6 separate regions of the Mus musculus genome follow, and all the other regions are linked to region 5. A link is a contact called in public HiChIP or PLAC-seq, Micro-C and promoter capture Hi-C data. All regions are on one chromosome and are shown on one strand. Each heading gives the region's core, a stretch centred on a gene start, on an enhancer-like site or on the middle of the called end of the contact. The rest is flanking DNA. Distances are from core to core; before and after follow the strand shown.

Region 1 (3,489 bases), core at 200-2,699, 360 kb after region 5:
TAAAGAGGAGCTCTTAAGAAAGCTAAGGCACAAAGAACTTCACACATAACAAAGTATCTCTCTTTTTTTTTAATCCTTTTTAAAATCAAAGAGCTACTCTCTACTGAAATTGTCTATTTTTAAAAGGTTTCCCATATAATGTTAGTACACCATAATTTCTAAATCTTGTAATACTGGCCTAGTTGAATTTTCCACACAAAATGGGAGGTTTGGAATTCCTGTTTGCAATCACACTCCCCTTGCTCTGATTAGAGACCTAAGCAAAGGATTGTCTTTACATAGTCTCAAAGGTCTGAAATTAGGGAAAATACTGTAAAATACAAAGACATACCATCTCACTCAATACTAGAAGTTATTTGAATATTGACAGCTCTAAAGACATAGCTGCCCGTAATATCTGCCAAGTGTGAATGTAAACTGAGAAGGTAGATAGGAACATATATATTCCATTACATTTCCCCAAGAGCTTTGATCGGATTCCCCTAAGTTCATGCATGTCTCTGTGTACAGACACGGACGTTGATCTGGGCTATTGGATGAAAATAATCAGAGCTGCATCTGTCTGAAAATACATCATCTAGCTTGTCATTATCAAAGCAGAAGAGGAGAGTTGAGGTATTCCCCGACAGAAGATCTTGGTAATAACACCTACAAGGCAGGTAGTGTGATTAGCTCCTGTCCCCACCGCATGAGATGCTGGGAGGTGGATGACAGGACGTCTGGAGACCCACACATCAGTCTGCATCCTTTTCCTCCCCCACCCGCTCCGCACTCCTTTGCTTCACTCACGTATAAAACGCACTCTCCATCGCATTCGAAGCTGAGGTGTCCAGTGGGTAGGTTTTTAAGGATCATTTTCCTAGTGCTTTAAATGGGATCTAACGACCTCGGACAGCCTGGGGTTGAATGCTATTGCTGCCAGCCCCCGAGGCTCACCTCAAGCTTGTGGTTGATCTGGGACACAGTCTGGGCTTTGTGGCATAGCTGCGCAAAGCAGGAGCTAAGGCTGGTCATCTTCTGACGCCCCTCATAAGTGATGTCCGCCTGGTCCGGATCGATCTCGCCCAAAAGCAGATCCACATCCACGAAGGCCTTGTCGAACTCCTTCTCCAGCACCTCAAGCCATCGGAACATGGACACCCCGCCAGGGGAGACCCCCACAGGGCAGGAGGAGCCCCCTGGGCCGCCGCCGGCTCCCGCCGGGCATGGGCCACCCGCCGACATGGCGCCGTCCAGGGCCTCGCCGACTGCTGCTCACTCTGGCCGCCCGCCCCGCGCGAGGGGAACTGCTAGCACCGCGGCGCCCCCCGCGCGCGCGCACACACAGACACACACGCACACACACACAGACACACACCCGCCGGTCCCCTCCCTTCCCTCGCGCCGCCAACGCCGGCAGCGCAGCTCCAGAGCAGCAAAGGAAGCGGGGCTGAAGCAGCGACAGCGACACGGAAGACCCGCCCCGCCCGCAAGCCGGCCCGCCCCCGCCGCGCGTGCGTAGCGGAGCCCAGAGCAGGCGCAGCCCAGAGGGAGAAAGTGGGCGGGGCCGTACGAGAGCTTAGCCAATGAAAAGCCTTCGCCTCCACAAGCCTGTCTGCGACCATTTTGACGACCGGCAAAACCCTGAGAAGCAAAGGGTTGAGGTGGCCCCTTGCAAGTGGGGAAGACCGGAGGAAGGGAAGGGAAAGATTCCACGTCGCAGAGGGGACCGGCTTCCGCCAGTTTGGCTTCACAGTGGGCCTGGAACCGGTCCACAGACGTCTAGCAAAGTTGCTACTGGGGTGTCAAGGGGCTCGGGTGGGAGCGGGGAGGGCCGTGTGTGCATGCGCAATAGCCACGTTTTCTCTTCCGATTTCCAGCTCTTAGGGCGGGAGGGTGGGGACACTGGCTAATGTTGCTAAACCTGACGGTGCATTCCAGCCAGAAGCTGCCTATGGAAGCTACTGAGCAAGTTTTGTTGAATCAATGGTTCCTCCTTCTATGATTGACAAGCTGGGGTTCTAGGCCAATGTATTATTACATACTAGCTGCCCCACCTCAGTGGTGTTACCTTGCTTGGGTAACAAGGTTTCCAAAGTTTACTTCACTTGGCAATTAAGGTAAAGTGAAAGTGTTATCACTTGGTACATAGCACTCATCTTACTGCATCACAGATCGTATATTTCTAAAGCAACCACTTGGGATGCTGTAATCATCTTATAAACTAGTATTGTGCTCGTTCCCATGTTATTTTCATATGTTCATAAACATTGAATACATATCCCGATTGAGGCACTGAGGACATAAAATCTAATGAAACGACCTCATCCAAGCCGAACTAGTAAGACAGTGAGGCTCTCACGACTTTTAATTCCAGTGTTGCGTGCATTTGAGAGCATTTATCAAGAGCTTTCTTTGTGTCCTGCCTCTCATCTCTTCCACTTCTCCAACTCCACCCCTGTCTAAACCAACAGTAGACTGTCCGGAAGGGAAAGGAGAAGCCAGACTAATTAGAGTAGGCAGGTAGGAATTGTGCTTCCTGACTCGCCTACGGGAGTATGTGGAAAATTAGTCCATAATCTTTCGGAAGTTGTTCTTGGGACGGACCTTTCTAATAAATCATCAACCAAAGTCTGCATGGCATTGTGTGCCTCTCATCAAAGCAGTACCAATAAGAATTAAGAAATAACAGATTTAGTTTGCACTCTGGTTACTCCAATGCATGACTGCTTACCATCAAGCAAAAGCTATTATGACTTCAGCAAACTTAGACAAGTAAAACTAACCATGCAACTCTTCCCTTGAGTTTAGTCAGAGACTGTCTCATAGGCTTAGTACACAATAGTATAAAACATCCTCTTCGAATGGTTGGTTGTATTTTATATATAAATATATAATAAAATAATTTATCTATATCTACCTACCTATACACACACACACACACACACATCCCACTATCTGCTACTTAGCAGTAGATGTGACTATGTAGCAGTTGCCACATCCTGTGTGCTCATTTTCTTGGTATTCAGTGGTGACTTTAAATGTTTATGAGGTTTCCTAATAGAACATTTTGCCCGCTTTGATTTGGGATTTTGCAATTCTGGAAGTCACAACAGAACATGAATGTGGAAAAAGAGGCTTGATGGGTGTTTGGCCTAAATGTGTGTGTGTGTGTGTGTGTTTGCCCTAAATGTATGTGTATGTCTGTGTATCATAAGCATGCATGGCTCTCACAAAGGCCAGAATAGAGTACCAGACCCTCTGGAACTGGAATTACAGATTCTGTTAGCCACTATGTGAGTTCTAGGAACTAAATTCCTCTTCAGCAAATACTCTTATCTACTAAGCCATCTCTCCAGTCTCCTTGCCTACCACCCCTCATGCCAGTCTGTTATATTTTTGTATACAATATTTGCAAGAACACTGAGAAAACTCCAGGCTATTTTCTCTAATGATACTTCTCCCTGCCTGCTGAGGAACATGAAATAAATAAATAAAACTTACTGTGTG
Region 2 (3,430 bases), core at 643-3,142, 340 kb before region 5:
AGTTAACACCGGGGATCTTAAAACACATCCCTATGGAAATGAAGGTATTGAAATCACACACACGCTCATCCGGAATGATGGTAGACATGCCCCTGTAGAGTAGGTTATCATCAAGTCTTCAAACTTTAGATGCATTTTACTACTGAAGCCTTGTCGTGGGATTTTTAATGTTGGAGGATTATTGATCACTAATTTAATACCTTTACTTTCGCTTGCCTATTTATGGTTCCTGATTTTGAAGAGAAGCACAAAGAATCTCAATGGTGCTTTATAAGAGAGACAATTTATTTTAAAAATACAGCCAAAAATTTGTTTAGGGCCTTACGAGGTATTAGTTTGCATTTTCATTGATCAGTTCAATTGGAAAATTGCCAAATATTCACTTAGTGTCTATATGACTCACATACACAAACACAGCTCCTGGATATCAAGTAGGTTGTATTTTAAAATTAAAGGAGAAATTGTAGTCATTTTCTGAACCTTTTTCTCATTGTTGAGTGACCTGAGTGGATAGAGCCCTGCTGGGAACACAAAGAGGACTCCCATTACAGAACACCCCTGAGTGTGTCTCTGGAAAGGTAGCATACTGTACACTTGAGCACTAAAGAGAAAAGTCCTACACACGAAGCAGGCTGGGAGGCTTTCAGAGGAGTAGGCAGAGAAGACTAACAATCCTAGGTAGGGAACATTGAATGTGTGGGAAAGTGTGTGGCTACAGCCGATGTCCAGCATCCAAAGGAAGCAGGTGAGATGAGCTTGGGAGAAGTGAGGCCTTTCCCAGCAAGTGCTGCTGAAAAGGAAGCAGTCACATAAGCGCAGCTTGACCTGCCCTGGGAAAGGCTGCTCTCTCTGTTGGATTGCTGCTGTAATTGTCCCTTTAGTCAGCTGCCACTCTGGGTCTCATTTTGCTTTCTCTCTGTGGTTTCAGTTTAATGTTATTTCATGCTAAACTCAAAGGTGATGTCGCTTTCTAATCTCCCCCCAAAAGATACAGGATTAGCTGAGATGAGGCAATGGAAACCAAGGCAGGATCCCTCCTTCTCCTGGAGGGCCTGTTTGTCCAAAGAACAGAGAATAGAATAAGAAAAAAACAGCGAGTCAGCCAGGCAGTCGGATCCCAAAGCTCCACCCAGCTCCATTCTTCATAGAAAGCCCAACTTACTTCGAAACAAACCCAGGTTTTGTCATTTGGGAGTGAGATATTATTAAATTTCAGAAAATATTCGTTCCACTGCTGGGCATGAAGTGAGGAATTGTAAGTGATGCACATGCAAGTTTGAATGGTATCTTTTCCTCCAACCTCAATAGTTTAGAGGGATGTGAGACCTAAGTACCCAAAATACAGAGCAGTGTCTCTGTCTTCCAGCCACTGAAAAGGGTGCTCTTCGATCCTTGCATTATTCTGGGAATACATCTGACCCAGGCGGTGCAAAGACCAGGGAAGGGTACTCTGGGTTTTGTTCACTTCCACCTGATACTCAAGTCAAGGCTGACCAGGCAGGTGCCTCGATTAGTCTCCTGAGAATTGATGGGGAAAAGTGAAGTTGCTTGTCCCACTAGAGAAAAGAGCTGAGCTTTATAGGATCCTTCAGGAAGTTTTCAGTTGAGAAATGGTCCTGGGTCTAGAATTAGGCAAGAGAGAACAAACGAAGGGGAAAGTGCTCGGTGTGACTGACAGCCAATGTGGAAGTGAACTGGGAGCAAGCTTCTGCCCAGACCGAGCAAGACACTTGGGAAAAAGGCAGCATCGCCTCCGCCCTCCTCCACCCTGCCATCTGTGCGGTACCTGTTCACCCTGTCCCCTCTCCACCATCGGGGGCTCTGGAGCCTGCCCAGCGGCCACAGGTTCCCCAGCCCCGCCCCGCCCCGCCCCGGGGCTCTGGGCTCTACACAGAGCTCCTTCAAGCCCGGGCGGCGTGCCGAGATCCGGGCGGTGGGAAGGATGGCTAAGGTCCGGGAACTGGAGGAAGCTTTCGTGCAGGAGCAGCCTTCGCCCCAACTTCCCTCCGAGATCGCGGAGGAGTGCTGCGCGCAGCTGCTTGGCAAGGGCTTGCTGGTCTACCCTGAGGACAGTGCTTACCTGCTGGCTGAAACAGCCGCGGGCGCTCGGAGCAGCGGTGAGAAAGGCGGAGATCCCGGGCTGCAGGTGGGAGTTAAATCAGGTGAGTGCTCCACTCTCCCGGCTGCGGTGCTGAGTCCTAAGGGTGTCCAAGAATAAAAACGAAGCACTCTGAATACACATAAAGTAGGATGCTCTGTCGGAACCATTTCGTTTCAGCAGGAACACTGTTAACTATGAGGGTTTTGCTCAACTCCTTCCTTGCTCCTCCTTGGGTGCAAAGCAAGGTGGGTGTGGAGGTCTCTGGACTGATCCGCGTGTTCCCTTGTTCTTTGTCATTCCTTACACTCGCCCTCAGAAATGCAGTTAAACAACGGCAACTTTTCCTCGGAAGAAGAGGATGCGGACACCCAGGAGAGCAAGACCAAAGCAGCCGACCCACAGCTCTCTCAGAAGAAGAGCATCACGCAGATGATGAAGGATAAGAAGAAGCAGACTCAGCTCACCCTGCAGTGGTAAGCTGGTCCTGTCACCCGCACTGGCTGACGTCCACCAGCCCCTGTCTCTAAGACCCTGGCTTTCCTCAACTTGCTTCTCCTTAAAACTTCCACAAGTTTAAAAGACCCACGACAAATGCACCTGTTTTCTTGCACTGCATATGCACACAGAGACCTATTCTGACCCTGACGAAAAGCTAAAGCCACAGGTTCTTCACATGTAAGCTGTGATGAATTTTTCTGTGATTGTTTGCTGAACATAAAATATATTTCTTTGATATTTTTATGTTTTCGAGATATGATCCTTCAGAACAGCGAAAAATGGAAGGCGTTTAACTCTGTTTTAATCCATAGGAGGGCAGGTACTGTGTCAGTCAAAACAGATGGATTGAGTTAAAAGTACAAAACAGAAAAAAAAAATCACTCAAGCAGTCATGATTAAATAATTTTCAGTTTTTACAGCATAGTGCATACATGATTTAATATAGTAAAACACCACAAATTAACTTTTTGCCCCAAGTCTTTTAAAATTGAGAAATAATCAGTAGGTCTTCTACATATGAAGTGTGTTTTATAATACTTTCTGCAAACGAAAAAGATACTTAAATAAGAACGTGTCATTAAGAACAGTTGCATAATGTGAAGCATTTGGGGGACAAGATTTCCCCCCAATTCCAAGTAATAAAGACTATTTACTGGTAAGTTATATTCTCTCTCTCTCCCTCTCTCTCTCCTATATTATTATCTAAGAATTAGAAAAATAAAATCTATAAATACTTGTAAACTGCATTTTTGTTTTAAACATTAAGTTCTAATTTTTATAGCCTGACGTTCTGAACGTATATGCTTGAACCCTTTCAATGTCTGAAATAGA
Region 3 (3,232 bases), core at 209-2,708, 400 kb after region 5:
CTAGATCTATGCCTGGAACCTTCTAGCCTCCATACAATCTAATCTTCTGAGCTGACTGATTCAATCTGGCTTCTTACTGAATTGCTCTGACTGGCTTCATACTAACTTTGGCAATATGTTCTAATATGTTCTGACTCTCATTCTCTGACTCATTCTGTCTTCACTTGTATCTAGTTTGTTCCCTCTGTAACCTATCTCAGTAAAACTGTTTTTGTAAAACTGCCATACACATATACTACCCACCTCCCCACTCCACCTCTCTCTCTCTCTCTCTCTCTCTCTCTCTCTCTCTCTCTCTCCTCCCTCCCATAACTAGCATCTGTTTCCTGTCTGTTTTTCTGTGAGTTGGACGTATCCTATCTCTCACTCAATTTTTTTCCTGATTCATAACTTTGCCCTTCAATTAAACATCAATTTCAAACATGGATGCTTCCTTCAACAAACTAGCCTTATCTTCATTGTCAGGGATTACAGGTATGTGCTAAGGGAGTGTGTGTATTCCAGCCAGATCATACTGTAATCCAGTGTGGATCATGGCCAGATCATATCTTTGGCTACGGTTATTGAGAGGAGCCATGTTGCCCAATTAAAATTCCTCCACAGGCATTTCCTGCCAAAGGCAACAAAACTTGCAGATGGACATGAGACTCACGTTTTAAACTAAAGCAAAGCAATTCTTACAGAAATGAGACCAATTAAAACAGGTGACAATGGCCAAAACATTAAGGCCTGTAGACATTTCCTAATGGGAAAAGGGGCTATACAGTAAAAAATATGTCTGTATTACACAGATCCAACTGTATCTGGGCACTGATTCTCTTCTCAGAGTGGCCACATTGAATCAGTTTCGCTTTTCTGTATTTACCTTCTATTGTGTCATTGGTCTATGAAGGACAGGTGGCAGAGCTTGATTTGTTAGGGACCCTAACAGTGTCAGACCCTAACAGTCTGTTTCCAGGTCCTATGCTGTAGGACTTCATTCCCATTCTGGGACGTTCTATTCTCGTCGGAAGATTGGACAAAGAACTGTGATGAGACCTCTCCAAGAACACTTGAGCCTTTGGGGACAAGAACACTTCTGTTTGGGGACCGTGGTCGATTTCCAGCATCTACACTTGCTGATGCGGTGGTGGATTCTCTCTGTGTAACTTCCAGTTCATTTAGATTGCTTTTAACTCCTTGGGAATCGTTTCTGTCATGGCCGTGAGGGGGAGATAGGCAACAAATCTCAAGCTGCAGATCCTCCCCTCAGTCTGAGGAACAGCCCAATCATTCCATAGGAGAAAGGCTAGAGGCGTTGGCGCGTCGCCCTCCTCATCCCCAGGGGGCGCCAGCGGCCCGGAGCCAGCCTCATTCTCAAGCGCACGCTCTCTTTAGCAGTGCGGTGGCGGCTCCAGCCACGACTCCCGGTCGCGTCGGAGTTCCCCGGCAGCCAATCAGAACTCTCCATGTACTAACGGGGGCGGGGCTGCGGAGGGCGGAGGAAGATGGCGGCGGGGGCTAGGTGAGGTGTTGGCAGTGGCGAGGGGCTCGGGCGCGGGGGGTGGGGGGACGCGGAGCGATGGCCCGCGCCGGCCGCTGGGGCGGATAAGACCCTGTCGCGCCGCGGGTGTGGGCCGGAGGGAGGTGACGGTGCCCGAGCGCCACAGGAGTATGACGGGGCTGTACGAGCTGGTGTGGCGGGTGCTGCACGCGCTGCTCTGCCTGCACCTCACGCTCACCTCCTGGCTCCGCGTTCGCTTCGGCACCTGGAACTGGATCTGGCGGCGCTGCTGTCGCGCCGCCTCCGCCGCGGTCCTAGCGCCGCTCGGCTTCACGCTCCGCAAGCCCCGGGCCGTCGGCAGGAACCGGCGTCATCACCGGCACCCGCACGGGGGACCGGGACCGGGACCGGGACCGGCCGCCACCCATCCTCGGCTGCGCTGGCGCGCGGACGTCCGGTCCCTGCAGAAGCTGCCGGTGCACATGGGCCTGTTGGTCACGGAGGAAGTGCAGGAGCCCAGCTTCTCAGACATCGCCAGCCTCGTGGTGTGGTGTATGGCCGTGGGGATCTCCTACATTAGCGTCTACGACCACCAAGGTGAGGCCGGGTGGGAGGTGGGGTGACCGAGGCACTTCCGAGTCTGAGGACTACGTTTCTAGCTAGTTTGTTCCCGGTCGTCCTGCGAGGCCGCCGCCCTCTCCAGGCCCTGCGAGTTTCGGTAGCCCTTGGCCCTTACACTGTGCTGGTGCTTTCGAGGAAGGGAGATCAGTCTTATTGAACGTTGACGTTGACAAAGTCTTTAGATTTGGTTAGTGTTTGTAACATGTAAAAGATATTTAATGTAGTCCGTTAAGGGAGGTGGTTTTCTCTGGCTTTGTTTCACGAAAGAGGGAGCTGACGTTCAGAACATTAACTGATTTGCCCAAGGTCATAAAAGTAACGGGGAGTTAACCAGTCTGTGCGCTCTTCAAAGTGTCTCTTCAAGGGGGTTCAATGAACTCATCTTAAGGGCGACCAAGCAGTGGCGGCTTTATACGTGAGCTGCATTGTAGGATTTCCAAATGAGCTCTCTTGGAGTTAGGTGGCATTTGAATGGGGTTTCTGAAAAGTGTGTGAGAGTTTTGATAGGCCTGGAAAAAGGCCTGAAATCACGTGTTGCCATTTCACCTTAGAGGCCAGTACAGTACTAGATACACTTGTGTTCCTTCAAGTAATCAAGGCAGTGGATTTCACCACGGGTTTGTTAAGGACAGAACTCAACACTTACTGCATGACAAGCCTAAAGCGTTAGTTATAATGGCAAATATATTTCTTGGAATTTTGCCTTCGTCTCAGGCTGGAGGGGAGAAAGGGACACACTCACAGAGGTGATGGATGACATTTGGGGAGTGTTTCTACTAGAAAGGAGATTCTGAAAGGAGGAACTTGAGAGTTGGGGTAGAGGAGATGAAATGTTAGTAGGGGATTGAAGACCAGGAGCGAGATAAAGAGGAGGCTCTAAATGTCAGCCTTGCATTTCCGTCAAGTCTAAGTGCCTTGGTGTTTCCTTAAAGCTAGAGATGGGCTGAGTAGGGTGAGTCAGGAGGATTGGTATGCAGGAAAGAAAAATGACGGCTTTCTTCTCCGGTAAACTGCCTGCATGCTCCGGAGAAGCAATTTTGAGTTTTGCCTTTAAATCTTTGTCAGCTATGTATTTGAGTTTGGGGTTTGGTTGGGGTAATAGTAACCTCTGACTACTTTATTCTCTTT
Region 4 (3,422 bases), core at 74-2,573, 470 kb before region 5:
AGCCAATTCTGAGTACATCCAACTCTCATAAAAGACAAGTGAAAGAAGAACACAAACTGAAAATAATTAAAAGAAAGCCTATTTAGTCCCAAATCAGAGGAAGCTTGCCTGTTAAGATAAAGGATAGAGTAGGAAGTAAAGACCCACTTAAATATATTTTAAGTGTATATTATACTAGCCCTTACCAAACACCCAGAAGTCAACAAAATGATGTAAGTATTTTAAAAAGAAAAATCAAGCTGAGTGCAGGACTTAAACCCCAGCACTCAGAGACAGAGCGTAGGCAGATCTCTGTGAGTTTGAGGGCAGCCTGGTCTACAAAGTGAGTTCCAGGACAGCCAAGGCTAATCAGAAAACCCTGACTCAAAAACAAAACAAAATTCTGACAGCTTTCCTGTGTAAAGCCATTATGACTCTACATAATCAATAGTAGCATATCTAACAAAAAATGCATGTATTACTAGCAAGAAAGTACACTGTTAACGATGCATACTCTATGCTGTTACAGCAGACTAGACGAATGCACATTTGGAAAACAGCTGTGTAAGAAATATATGAAAAGCCACTATGAACCAGAACAACGTGACCGGGAGAAACCACAAGGAGTCTTAGAGTTGGGAAATACGTTTAGTATTCTATTAGATTTGCCCAATCTAAACATATGACTTATAATTAAAATATTTGGACTGTGTGTTATTTATACAGGCTATTAGGGATGGAAATTTTAGCAACAAATTGGTGCACCTTATGTCCAGCTTAGACTCGAACTAACCTGAAAAGAAAATCCACCCCCTAGCCCCCCTTCCCCCAGTATAAACAACTAGGGCTTCACTCTCAAGCTGTGTCCGGGTGGAAATTACACATATAATGAATCTAAGGGGTCTACAGAGAGCTAACTGAGAGGCTCCCACCCCAAGCCCCAAGTAAACCTAGGCAACAAGCGGTAACAACGCAACCCTGAGCTGGGACACAAGGTGGCGCCAATGTCACAACATAGTTTGGGTTCGCGGAGCCTGAGAGAAAAACCAAGGACCCAAAGTAAAGGCTGCCTGAGAAGCAGCGTTCACAACTGAAGATCAGTAACTGATAAAACTGCAACTAACTTTCCAAAGCTTTCTCACGGACACAACGGGCTGATAAAGGCATCTCGGCCCCAAGCCAACCTTCCCGTGCACATTTTCTGATTTCTGATATCCCCCCCCCACCCCACCCCCCTTATAAACAAGGCACAGGACAGCCAAACCAGCTCTCCCAACTACTTACACTGCAGGCTGCCTAAGAACAATACACCTGCCACAGGCTACATCCCAGACTAAAGGCAGAGAGGGCTCAAAGCCGCAAAAGCCAAGAGTCTTTGTGCAGTCAGCCCCTCCTTACTAATAAAAGAATCCGAAAGGACCACAATTTCCTAAATCGAACACCAGAGGGAACCAAAGATACAAGAAACTCCAGACCAAATAATAACACTTAAAACAGTAATTAACGCAATCTCTTTCTCCTTCACTTCCTCCCATGCGAGTAAGGTTCTATAGAGAATTAAGGAGTTTCTTAACTAGTGACTGTAAAAGAAATGATTTGGGTTTTCTTTTTAACAATCTTAGATTCTCAGAGTATATGTGACCAAAGTCTAAGAAATTAAATTTGCCAAGGTTCATTGAAGAAACGTTTGCATTTTCTACAGGCTAACTCTAAAAGCTACACCAGGATCCGCTCTGAAGTAACACTTTACCAGCAAAACGTGTAATTATAAACAGTGTGATATGCCGCCCCCCCATTAAGCAAAGCAAACATTTTGATTGATTACTACTTAACTTTAACTCAACCAACCTGTCCTATAATAGATTCAGTCATCCCAGAGACAACAGCACAATGCCACAGTAATGAAAATGCAGCTCTACCTTTTGTCTATATAACAAGGAGCTACACTAAGGACTGAAGAGTGCTAATGTGCACATACATTAAGAGCCATGGCCCCAGAGAAATAATGTGAAATCATCTAAACCAGGATAAAGACAACCAGGCAATCAGGTAGTGCTGTATAAACAGGGATCTTAAATGCTAAACGACTGCATATATATATATATATATATATATATATATATATATATATATATATATATATATATATATATAAACACTGACATACATACTGAGAACAATTTCCTGAGGGGGCAAACATACACAAAAATAACCATAAGAAGACTCAAAATTAAGAAAAAAATTGGGACATAATACCCAATAAACAAAGAAAAGTGCTAAAATGAACACAAAGGAAAAATCTAGATTGGGTAAATGAAAACTTAGAGAGAGGTTATTTGGAATCAAATAAAAAAGGAAAATAAAATTAAATAAATAAATAATTGGGGGGACAGAAACTAATAGAACAGTCTCACTAGGCAAATAAGTGGCCGAGTAGTTGTCTTAGTTAGGGTTTTATTGCTGTGAAGAGATACCATGACCAAGGCAAGTTTTATAAGGAAAATATTTCATTGGGCTAGCTTACAGATTCAGAGGTTTAGTCCATTATCATCATGGTGGGAAGCATGACAGCATGCAGGCAGACATGGTGCTGGAGAAGGAGCTGAGAGTTCTATATCCTGATCTGTAAGCAGCAGCAGGAGACTGTGTCCACACGGGGTGTTATTCGAGTCACAGCACCATATAAAGTGTTTGTATAAAAAGAGAAAGAGAAAGGGAGATAGTCTATGCCTCAGTGGGGCCATGCGAAGACATCCCTTCCCCCTGAGGGACCAGCCACAAGAAGGTATAGTATAGAATAGAGCTTATTCAGGGCATGGGGAGGGGAGTCAGGAGTTAGGAGGGTAGAAGAGGCAGGGAAAGGCAGAAAGACAGAGAGAGAGAGAGAGAGAGAGTGTGTAGAGGCTGACCATGAGCATGTAGAGAGAGGGGGGAGGGAAAGGAATGGAGGAGGTGAGGGAAGAGCAAGGGAACAAGGGAATAAGAGCCCTAGAAATCAAGAAAGAAACAAGAGAGGGAGGAGGGGGCAAGCAGTCCCTTTTATAGTGGGTCAGTCCTACCTGGCTGTTGCCAGGTAACTGGGGGGGGGGGTGGAGTTTAGACAGAATGCTAATATTGGGTATAGCTTGACTATATATTACTACCTCAAAGCCCACTTCCACAGTGACACACTTCCTCTAACATGGCCATACATAATAAGGCCAAACCTCTTAATAGCACTACTCCCTGTGGAAAAGCATTCAAACACACGAGCTTATGATGGCCATTCCTATTCAAACCATCACAGTAGATTAATCTTCAAACAAAGTTCATAGCTAAAACTACATTAAAAATTAAAATTTCCAGATATCTTCACCAACCCACAAGACAAACTACTCATCGATTCCAAAGATTAGACCCAGGAAGGGTAGATAGAGCTGGTAAAAGAGACAACAAAAAGGGGT
Region 5 (3,261 bases), core at 186-2,685:
TCCAGTAAAGTGTTCACATTTTAATTTGTAGTACATTCTATCCTAGTTAGTTGAGGAATTCCGCAACATGGCTCCCCATTTATAAGCTGAATTGGAACCCCGTTTGGAAAACACAAACAGAATGCAACACAGAAGTAATTTGATTTCAAATGTTCCGTTTCTAAAAAGAGTTGTCTTCAAAAGTTAGTTCCTTGCGCTTGAATAGCCTGTGTAAGAATCCTGGTGAGTTGCTGCTGTTAGGTTTAAACTGGCAGATAACAAGGTTTCCTTTCACTTGTATCTATCCATGATGCCTGTACCGGGTGCCTGGGGCCCCAAGACTGGCCTTCCAAGGTCCCTTGAGGTTCTTTCCGTAACTGGAAAGAAAAAAAAAAAGTTTTGCCGCTTAACCTTGCCACGGAGGTAACCTTGTGTCAGTTCACTTTTATAGTAGACCAGAGGGAGGATTCCACTGCGATGTCGGTTCCCTCCCCCAAGGGTTTCTGGTGGGACTTAGAGCAGACACCAGGAACAGCCCACCCTACCCTGCAATAAGAGCCCACCCCGCCCGCAGGCATCACTGGACAAGAAAAGGGACCAGTAAAGGGCATGTTTCACAACTGGAGGACACACTGTTTTTGCCTTAATGAAACTGAGCCGCACAGCTTTTATAACTAAACAAAGAAACAGCCCAAGTACTCTGACTTAGACCCAAGGAGTCATTGCTCTAAATATTGAGGACCCTTAAAGGCCAGGTGGACACTCTGAGCTTGGTCAGCCAGGCATAGGAAGATGGGTGGGAGCTCATAGAATCTTAGAAAGTAGCTTGCACGCTGTCCGTGTGGATGGAGTTGGTTCATTGAAGAGCACCCAAGAGGGTATGAGAGCAACCAAGATGGAAATGAGAAAGAAATGACCCAAAAAAGCAGAATTAAAATTGGAAAGAGTTGCTGGGGTTGGTGGGAGGGCAGAGATGGGACAGAGGGGGAAAGTTGCGTGTCTTAGCCACTGCGGCCACTTCCCGGAGGAGTCCCTCAACTCCTTTCTTAGTGGGGAGATTCCAAAAGATAGCCCTGGCCCTCCTCGTACGCAATCGGGAACTGTAGGCAGAGGTTCTCTACAAGAACTGCTCGAGACTTTGCTGCGCTCTGCTGCCACGGCACCCCCGCTTGTCACTCTTCCTATCTTTGTGTCCCTGCAGTCTTTGTCCCACGTGGAAACGAGGGAAGAAGGAAATCCCTGGGACACTGATGCTCCAGGAGGGAAGACTGGGCTCCCCCACTTCCCCCTCCCCCCTCCCCCACCCACCCCCACCCCCCGACATTCAAGATCCTCAGTCTCTGGCACCTAGGACACGAGCTTTCCGCGAGGGAGTCCGGGAAAACTCTTTGACCGCGTCGCAGTCCTTTGGTCCCCGCCCCCTCTTAGCGTCAGCGCGCCACGGGCTGCAGGGTTTAAATGCGCTCTAGCGGGAGCCCAGGCGCTTCTGCCCGGGAGCACCGCCGGGCTGGAACCGCCGAGATAGAGGGGAGCGAGTTTGCCGCAGCCCCAGCCCAGCGCTGCCCCGCAGCCCATGACTCCGGGGCTCGGGCGCCGCCTTCGCAGCTGCAGCATCCTTGAGCTTCGCGAAAACAGCGTTGATGAGAAACCACTCAGCTGCCTCCGCGGCGGGGAGCCATGAGCTGTCTGGATGTTATGTACCAGGTCTACGGTCCCCCGCAGCCTTATTTCGCAGCCGCCTACACTCCCTACCACCAGGTACGGGTCGTCCAGATGGGGCGGGAACCGGTGGAACACACACACACACACACACACACACACACACACACACACACACACACGGCTACAAAAGTACCACTACCTGAAAGGTCCCCTGAGCTTCCACGCTCCAGGGCGACAGACAGGCACCCAAAGACACCGTGATGCCGGGACCGCGCGCGCTGCAACCGCTATTAACTAATTCTCTTTAACTGGTGCGTTTTCTGTCTGGAGACAGCACCCAAGGCGTGCGGATGTTCACCCACGTCCTTCCCAGATCAGTTAGACTGAATTTTCTTTTTAGAGTCTGGTGCGGGTGTAAAGAGCTTCCCGCAAAGCTCACGCAGGGAAATCCGAACTTTGATCTTGACCGTAGAAATAAAACAAAAGGAAAATCAAAAGCCGGTTTCTCCAAGTCAGAGCTCAGGTGGCCCGGTCTGGCCAAATAGCTAAGGAACTGGTGGATTCCTTATCAGCAGAAACCTGCATCGGCCTTTTGGTCTGTGTTTTACAGAATTCTAGAGAGCATTATTTAGGTGTAGTTGACCCGCTATGGGAGCTCGCCTTTCTGGGACCCAAGTGGCAGAATTTGACAACCCAAAGTCAATTTTAAGAGCGCTTAACCCCGCTCCTGCAAACTGTGGAGGTTTTCTTCTGCCGATTTCTCTTTTCCCTGAGCTGTGTGTCTAGCCAAGCAATGTTTCCTCCGTGTCCCTGGCGAAGGTAGCAGAAATTTGAGGACAGTGTTCCAGGGAAAAAGCGAAAGCACACACACCTGGGGCAGAAGTCTGGATCAGGCTGAAGTAAGCGCCTGGTCTTCCCTTTGGAAAACGCTGTAATGTACTGTAATGTTTGCGTCAATACTTTAAACAATTTTGTTTGCAAATCTCAACGAAATATGAAGATGATGAAGTGAGTAAATTTTGCTTTAAGTTCCCCTCGCAAACTTCCCAAACTAGAACTTGTAGTCTTAGACTTAGGAATCATTTTTAAATGAAGTGGGAATATGGCGTTTGGAGTGTGGTGAAGTTAGAAACTGTTATCTTTTGGTCCCAGCTTCTGAGACCAGCAATCCTTCCCCACTATAGGACCAGAAGAAAGATAGTTAGGTTTTGCTAGTTGGTCCTTTCTCCTCCTGGACCCCAGACCTGTCTACTATATTAAATGTCGCTCTGTAAGACTCTGCCCTTCCTCCAAGGCCATCTCTGCCTTTAGAATGAGTTATCAGTATACCCAGCCTGTGGCTCAATTCTAAGACAATGTTCTCAGTAGCTGTGTCGGGCTTTAAAGTTTCAATGATACAGTGATTTGCTCCATGCTATATCGAAGCTCAACCTTCTTTCCTGCTCCTTTTTATCATTTCTGTCCTAAACTTGTTTGGAGATGCTGACAGTGTGCTAGTTGTTTGCTAACTTTTCCTTACTTAAATGATGTTTTAAAACTGCAAGTACATAGAATATGCCTGTGGCCCCAGCACTCAGGAGGCTGAGAAAGAAAGATCTTAGTTCAGGGCCAGTCTCAGCT
Region 6 (3,283 bases), core at 361-2,860, 430 kb before region 5:
GATTTCCTAGTGCTGGGATTACAGGTGTTCCTCACCACTACCTGGCCTAAAATATTAAATTTTAAAAAGCAGAGTTTATGCTATAAATTTTTCTTAGACTGATTCATATATTTCAGCAGTTTGGGGTCTATAAATGTCATAAAGAGTGAAATTTGCTTAAAATAATTAGAAAATATTTTTAAGTTGAATAACCATGGAAAGATATCAAAATGCCCCTTTTTAATTTTATTTATTTATTTATTTGGATTTTTTGAGACAGGGTTTCTTTGTGTAGCCCTGGCTGCCCTGAAACTCACTCTGTAGACCAGGCTGGCCTCGAACCCAGAAATCCACCTGCCCCTGCCTCCCAAGACCTGGAATTAAAGGCGTGAGTCACCACTCCTGGCCCCTTTTTATCTTTTAACCATTGCTCAAAGAACAAGGAAATGTTTCAGAATGAATGTCTGGGTGTGCATTTTTGCAGCATGTGTTTTCCCTTTTCCATTTACTTGAGGCCGTTTATGATGAGACCAACCATGCTGAAGCTGCCTAGCTTCCCAGGACCAGGAAACCGTGTACCCAGATGCCATTCTCCTGTAACCCAAAAGTCATACCAGGACTCTTGTATCGAACAGTAAGGAGACCCCTCTGTTTCTTTTCTCTCCAGCCACACCACCGATATGGTGATTGAAGATGCAATCTTTCATGGGGGTAAGGCCTGATGTTTGTTTCTGAACCAGTCACATGTTTTGCCGTGAAGCCAAGAGTGACAAAGGCTTGGGCTCGGCTTTTTTATTCAGTCCGCGAAACTCCACCACCACCAGTTTACCATGGGTCTTCCCACCTCAGCTAACCTACTCTGGTAATAACCTCACAGACATGCTCAGCAACGTCTCTTTGACAATTCTGTATCCTGCCAAGTTCCTATTAACCATCACAGTACTCACTGTTCAGAGCTCTCCAGGAACCCATATCCGCAATTGCCCAATAAACACTTGGGTTTTTAATTCAACTTCTGCACTCTCTCTATAATTTCAGCTACCCACTCTCTAGTCGAACACCCTGACCTGTAGGGGAGTAAACTCCCTATGTCAGTGTTAGTTGGAAGAACTGTGTAGTTCTATGGCTGCCTTGCTCCTGGTCAGCAAAGCACAGTTTGGAAACCGTGTCCCTACCCAGGCTGCAAGTCTCCCTGCGGGCGAAACTCAAGCAAGGACCCACTTCACACTTACGGTACAAGGGGTGGGATGTCCTCTATAGATTTGAAACGCCCGGTCCAAAGCAGAATTTTCTTGTCGAATTTCGAAGGCTTGTACTGGGCAGGGATCCTGTGAACTTTCTCTACAGTGGAAGCAACAGGCAGATCAAGAAGCACATTGCATCCAACACTGAAATCCTCCGCAGCCCCCTCCCTCCCAGCCCTGCCCTACTCTGACCTGGGGGCTCAAATCCGCTGGGATTCTGCCCGCTGGAGCTACAGGGGTGACACGCGACCCGGGGACCCCATCGCGGCCAGCGGGAGATGATTTGAGGAGCGCGGTGGGTGGTGAACCCCAAGCCTAGTCGCAGAACGCTGCGGCTGACCCAGAGCATCTTACACTGGAGTCCACAGTCGCCTTCTGTAGCGCTCTGGCCTCCTCCTGATCCTGGATGCTGAGCTGCATGTGCGTGCGCACTCTCTACTCTCTGTTCCCACCCCAGGACAGACCTCCTAGGGGCAGGCTGGGTCCCAGGGAAATTTTCGGGCGCAGACCCACCAATCCTTGAGGCAGCTCAGCAAATCATTTACAAACATTTCTTGGTATTGAGATATGGTTCTCATCAGGATTTCAGCTTTGATCCCATTAGAGAATAAAGCTAATCCTTTTGCTGTCTTTCGAATGCAGGAAATGTAACTCTTTACCAAGCAAGGTCAGGAACTCTATAAACAAACTAAAGATCCCCTGTGAGGAATCTCTGGGAAACCAGCTCTACTCTTTCACTCTGTAATTTATTGCCTTTCTAAGAAAAAAAAAAAAAAAAAAAAAAAAAAAAAGACCTTAGTTCCTACAACTGTTTTTCTCTACTTTCATTTCTTAGTCCAATACTTGAATCCCCATTCAAGTGGGGAACAACTGCGGAGTTCAGAGGTTAACTCTCAGATTTGATTCTCACTTTCTACCCTGTGGGTTCTGGGGAATGAACCCAGGTCCTAAGGCTTGGCAGCAAACGCCTTTAGCAATTGAGCCATATTACAGGCTCCCAAAATGTGCCAGTCTCTGGTTTCTACACTCTTTCTGCTGCTGAAAGGGGGAGAAAAAGTTCTTTAACATTAAACAGGACTAAAAGTTCAGAAAGAAAGGATTTAGACAACAGCCCTCTGAAGAAGTCCTCACTGGACTCCTCCGGCATCAAGACTCATGAAGTGGAATTGCTCTCAGGAACACAGACTCACCTGTGCCTATTTCTGTATCCTGTCTTTCAGCTTCCTTCCACAGCTCAAACCTGCCGCTGTTTCTCCAGCTTGTTTTCCTCCTAACTAGGGTGATACCCTGAAAGAAGCCCTCTTCAATCTCTACAATCGCTAGTTCCTCTTAAACTAAGGAGCTCACCCAAGGAGTTCTCTAGCCATCTGTGGAATAGTGACTGTTGAAGCTAAAGCGTGTAATGTAAGACTTGTACAATCATGGACTCCTCTTCCTCTCATTTGTAAAAACATCCATCATTTTTACCTTTTGTTCATTTAATCCTCAGGCTACTCTAGCCCTCTGTCAAATGAGCAAGATATTTCTTGGAGCTGGAATAGAGCAGTGATGTTAGGTGGGGAGTTGTGGGGTTTTAAAAAAATACAGTGAGGAGATACAGTAAGCTAGAGTAAGGTTTGGGTCTGAGGTTAGGAGCATTGACAATGCTGAGGTCTTACTCTCTAAATAGTACTTTAGAAACTGTGGTTTCTTTCCGCCATCTCAGACTAGTCCCTGAACACAGTGCACATGCAAATGAGAAGTTTCCCCCTAGGTCTGTGATCTATTTAGTTTCAGAGTTTGGGCTATCATAGCTGTGTCAGACCTGGGTTCCATCTCAAGGAATGGGCCTTAAATCCAACCCAAAACTGGTTGTTTACTCCCAATTGCATCTGTATATCCTGCAGGCAGGTCACTGTCGTAGGTTTATATAATCAAATCTATTTTTCTCTGTTTCTGTTCCCCAGGTCTATACTCAGAATTTTTAACCATGCTGGAACTTAAACATAAATCATTGTACTCACTATGCAAGCTAACACTAAGCTTCATTCTCAGACTGGGACTCATATTTAGAACAGCAG

The links. Promoter capture Hi-C pulls out the DNA fragments that hold promoters and counts their contacts. A called contact is a pair of places that touch in the nucleus more often than the background predicts. HiChIP or PLAC-seq counts read pairs in DNA pulled down with a chosen protein or histone mark. Capture Hi-C pulls out chosen DNA fragments and counts their contacts.
Region 1: a contact with region 5 is called in an H3K27ac HiChIP or PLAC-seq map of embryonic stem cells, with 4 times the contacts expected there. The contact joins the promoter of Gopc here to the promoter of Vgll2 in region 5. A contact is called at or near these places in 3 of 39 promoter capture datasets (cranial neural crest and embryonic stem cells), 9 of 484 Hi-C or Micro-C datasets (cortical neurons, embryonic stem cells, muscle stem cells and 1 more), 3 of 115 datasets of contacts at active chromatin or transcription factors (embryonic stem cells and neural tube) and 1 of 9 other capture datasets (embryonic stem cells).
Region 2: a contact with region 5 is called in a Micro-C map of embryonic stem cells, with 3 times the contacts expected there. The contact joins the promoter of Rfx6 here to the promoter of Vgll2 in region 5. A contact is called at or near these places in 4 of 39 promoter capture datasets (cranial neural crest, embryonic stem cells and frontonasal cranial neural crest), 5 of 484 Hi-C or Micro-C datasets (all in embryonic stem cells), 6 of 115 datasets of contacts at active chromatin or transcription factors (all in embryonic stem cells) and 1 of 9 other capture datasets (embryonic stem cells).
Region 3: a Micro-C map of embryonic stem cells shows a contact between it and region 5, with 4 times the contacts expected there. The contact joins the promoter of Nus1 here to the promoter of Vgll2 in region 5. A contact is called at or near these places in 5 of 39 promoter capture datasets (the C10 cell line, cranial neural crest, embryonic stem cells and 1 more), 1 of 484 Hi-C or Micro-C datasets (embryonic stem cells) and 2 of 115 datasets of contacts at active chromatin or transcription factors (embryonic stem cells and epiblast stem cells).
Region 4: a promoter capture Hi-C map of embryonic stem cells shows a contact between it and region 5, with 3 times the contacts expected there. The contact joins the enhancer-like site here to the promoter of Vgll2 in region 5. A contact is called at or near these places in 8 of 39 promoter capture datasets (cranial neural crest, embryonic stem cells, liver and 3 more), 1 of 15 datasets of contacts at CTCF or cohesin (stem cell-derived epiblast-like cells) and 2 of 115 datasets of contacts at active chromatin or transcription factors (both in embryonic stem cells).
Region 6: a promoter capture Hi-C map of pancreatic islet shows a contact between it and region 5. The contact joins the promoter of Fam162b here to the promoter of Vgll2 in region 5. A contact is called at or near these places in 6 of 39 promoter capture datasets (the 3T3-L1 cell line, cranial neural crest, embryonic stem cells and 3 more), 1 of 115 datasets of contacts at active chromatin or transcription factors (stem cell-derived neural progenitor cells) and 2 of 9 other capture datasets (embryonic stem cells and pancreatic islet).

Annotation. Positions count from the first base shown.
Region 1 is chr10:52,380,675-52,384,163 of GRCm38.p6, forward strand. It overlaps Gopc (golgi associated PDZ and coiled-coil motif containing), which reads right to left and starts at 1,450. Exons shown (of 9, transcript NM_001199272.1): 1 at 937-1,450. The coding sequence starts at 1,224.
Region 2 is chr10:51,675,868-51,679,297 of GRCm38.p6, forward strand. Rfx6 (regulatory factor X, 6) reads left to right here and starts at 1,893. Exons shown (of 19, transcript NM_001159389.1): 1 at 1,893-2,162; 2 at 2,418-2,574. The coding sequence starts at 1,943.
Region 3 is chr10:52,416,089-52,419,320 of GRCm38.p6, forward strand. It overlaps Nus1 (NUS1 dehydrodolichyl diphosphate synthase subunit), which reads left to right and starts at 1,459. Exons shown (of 5, transcript NM_030250.2): 1 at 1,459-2,080. The coding sequence starts at 1,654.
Region 4 is chr10:51,552,563-51,555,984 of GRCm38.p6, forward strand. No RefSeq gene overlaps it. Among named protein-coding and RNA genes, the nearest start is that of Gm46224, 27 kb to the left of the region's middle. Within about 2 kb of position 1,324, at least 49 of the 459 cell types and tissues checked have an H3K27ac peak or open chromatin away from gene starts, as enhancers often do. A contact at or near this core is called in embryonic stem cells, where this site is marked.
Region 5 is chr10:52,021,067-52,024,327 of GRCm38.p6, forward strand. Vgll2 (vestigial like family member 2) reads left to right here and starts at 1,436. Exons shown (of 3, transcript NM_153786.2): 1 at 1,436-1,737. The coding sequence starts at 1,657.
Region 6 is chr10:51,588,850-51,592,132 of GRCm38.p6, forward strand. It overlaps Fam162b (family with sequence similarity 162, member B), which reads right to left and starts at 1,611. Exons shown (of 4, transcript NM_029894.1): 1 at 1,416-1,611; 2 at 1,212-1,320. The coding sequence starts at 1,572.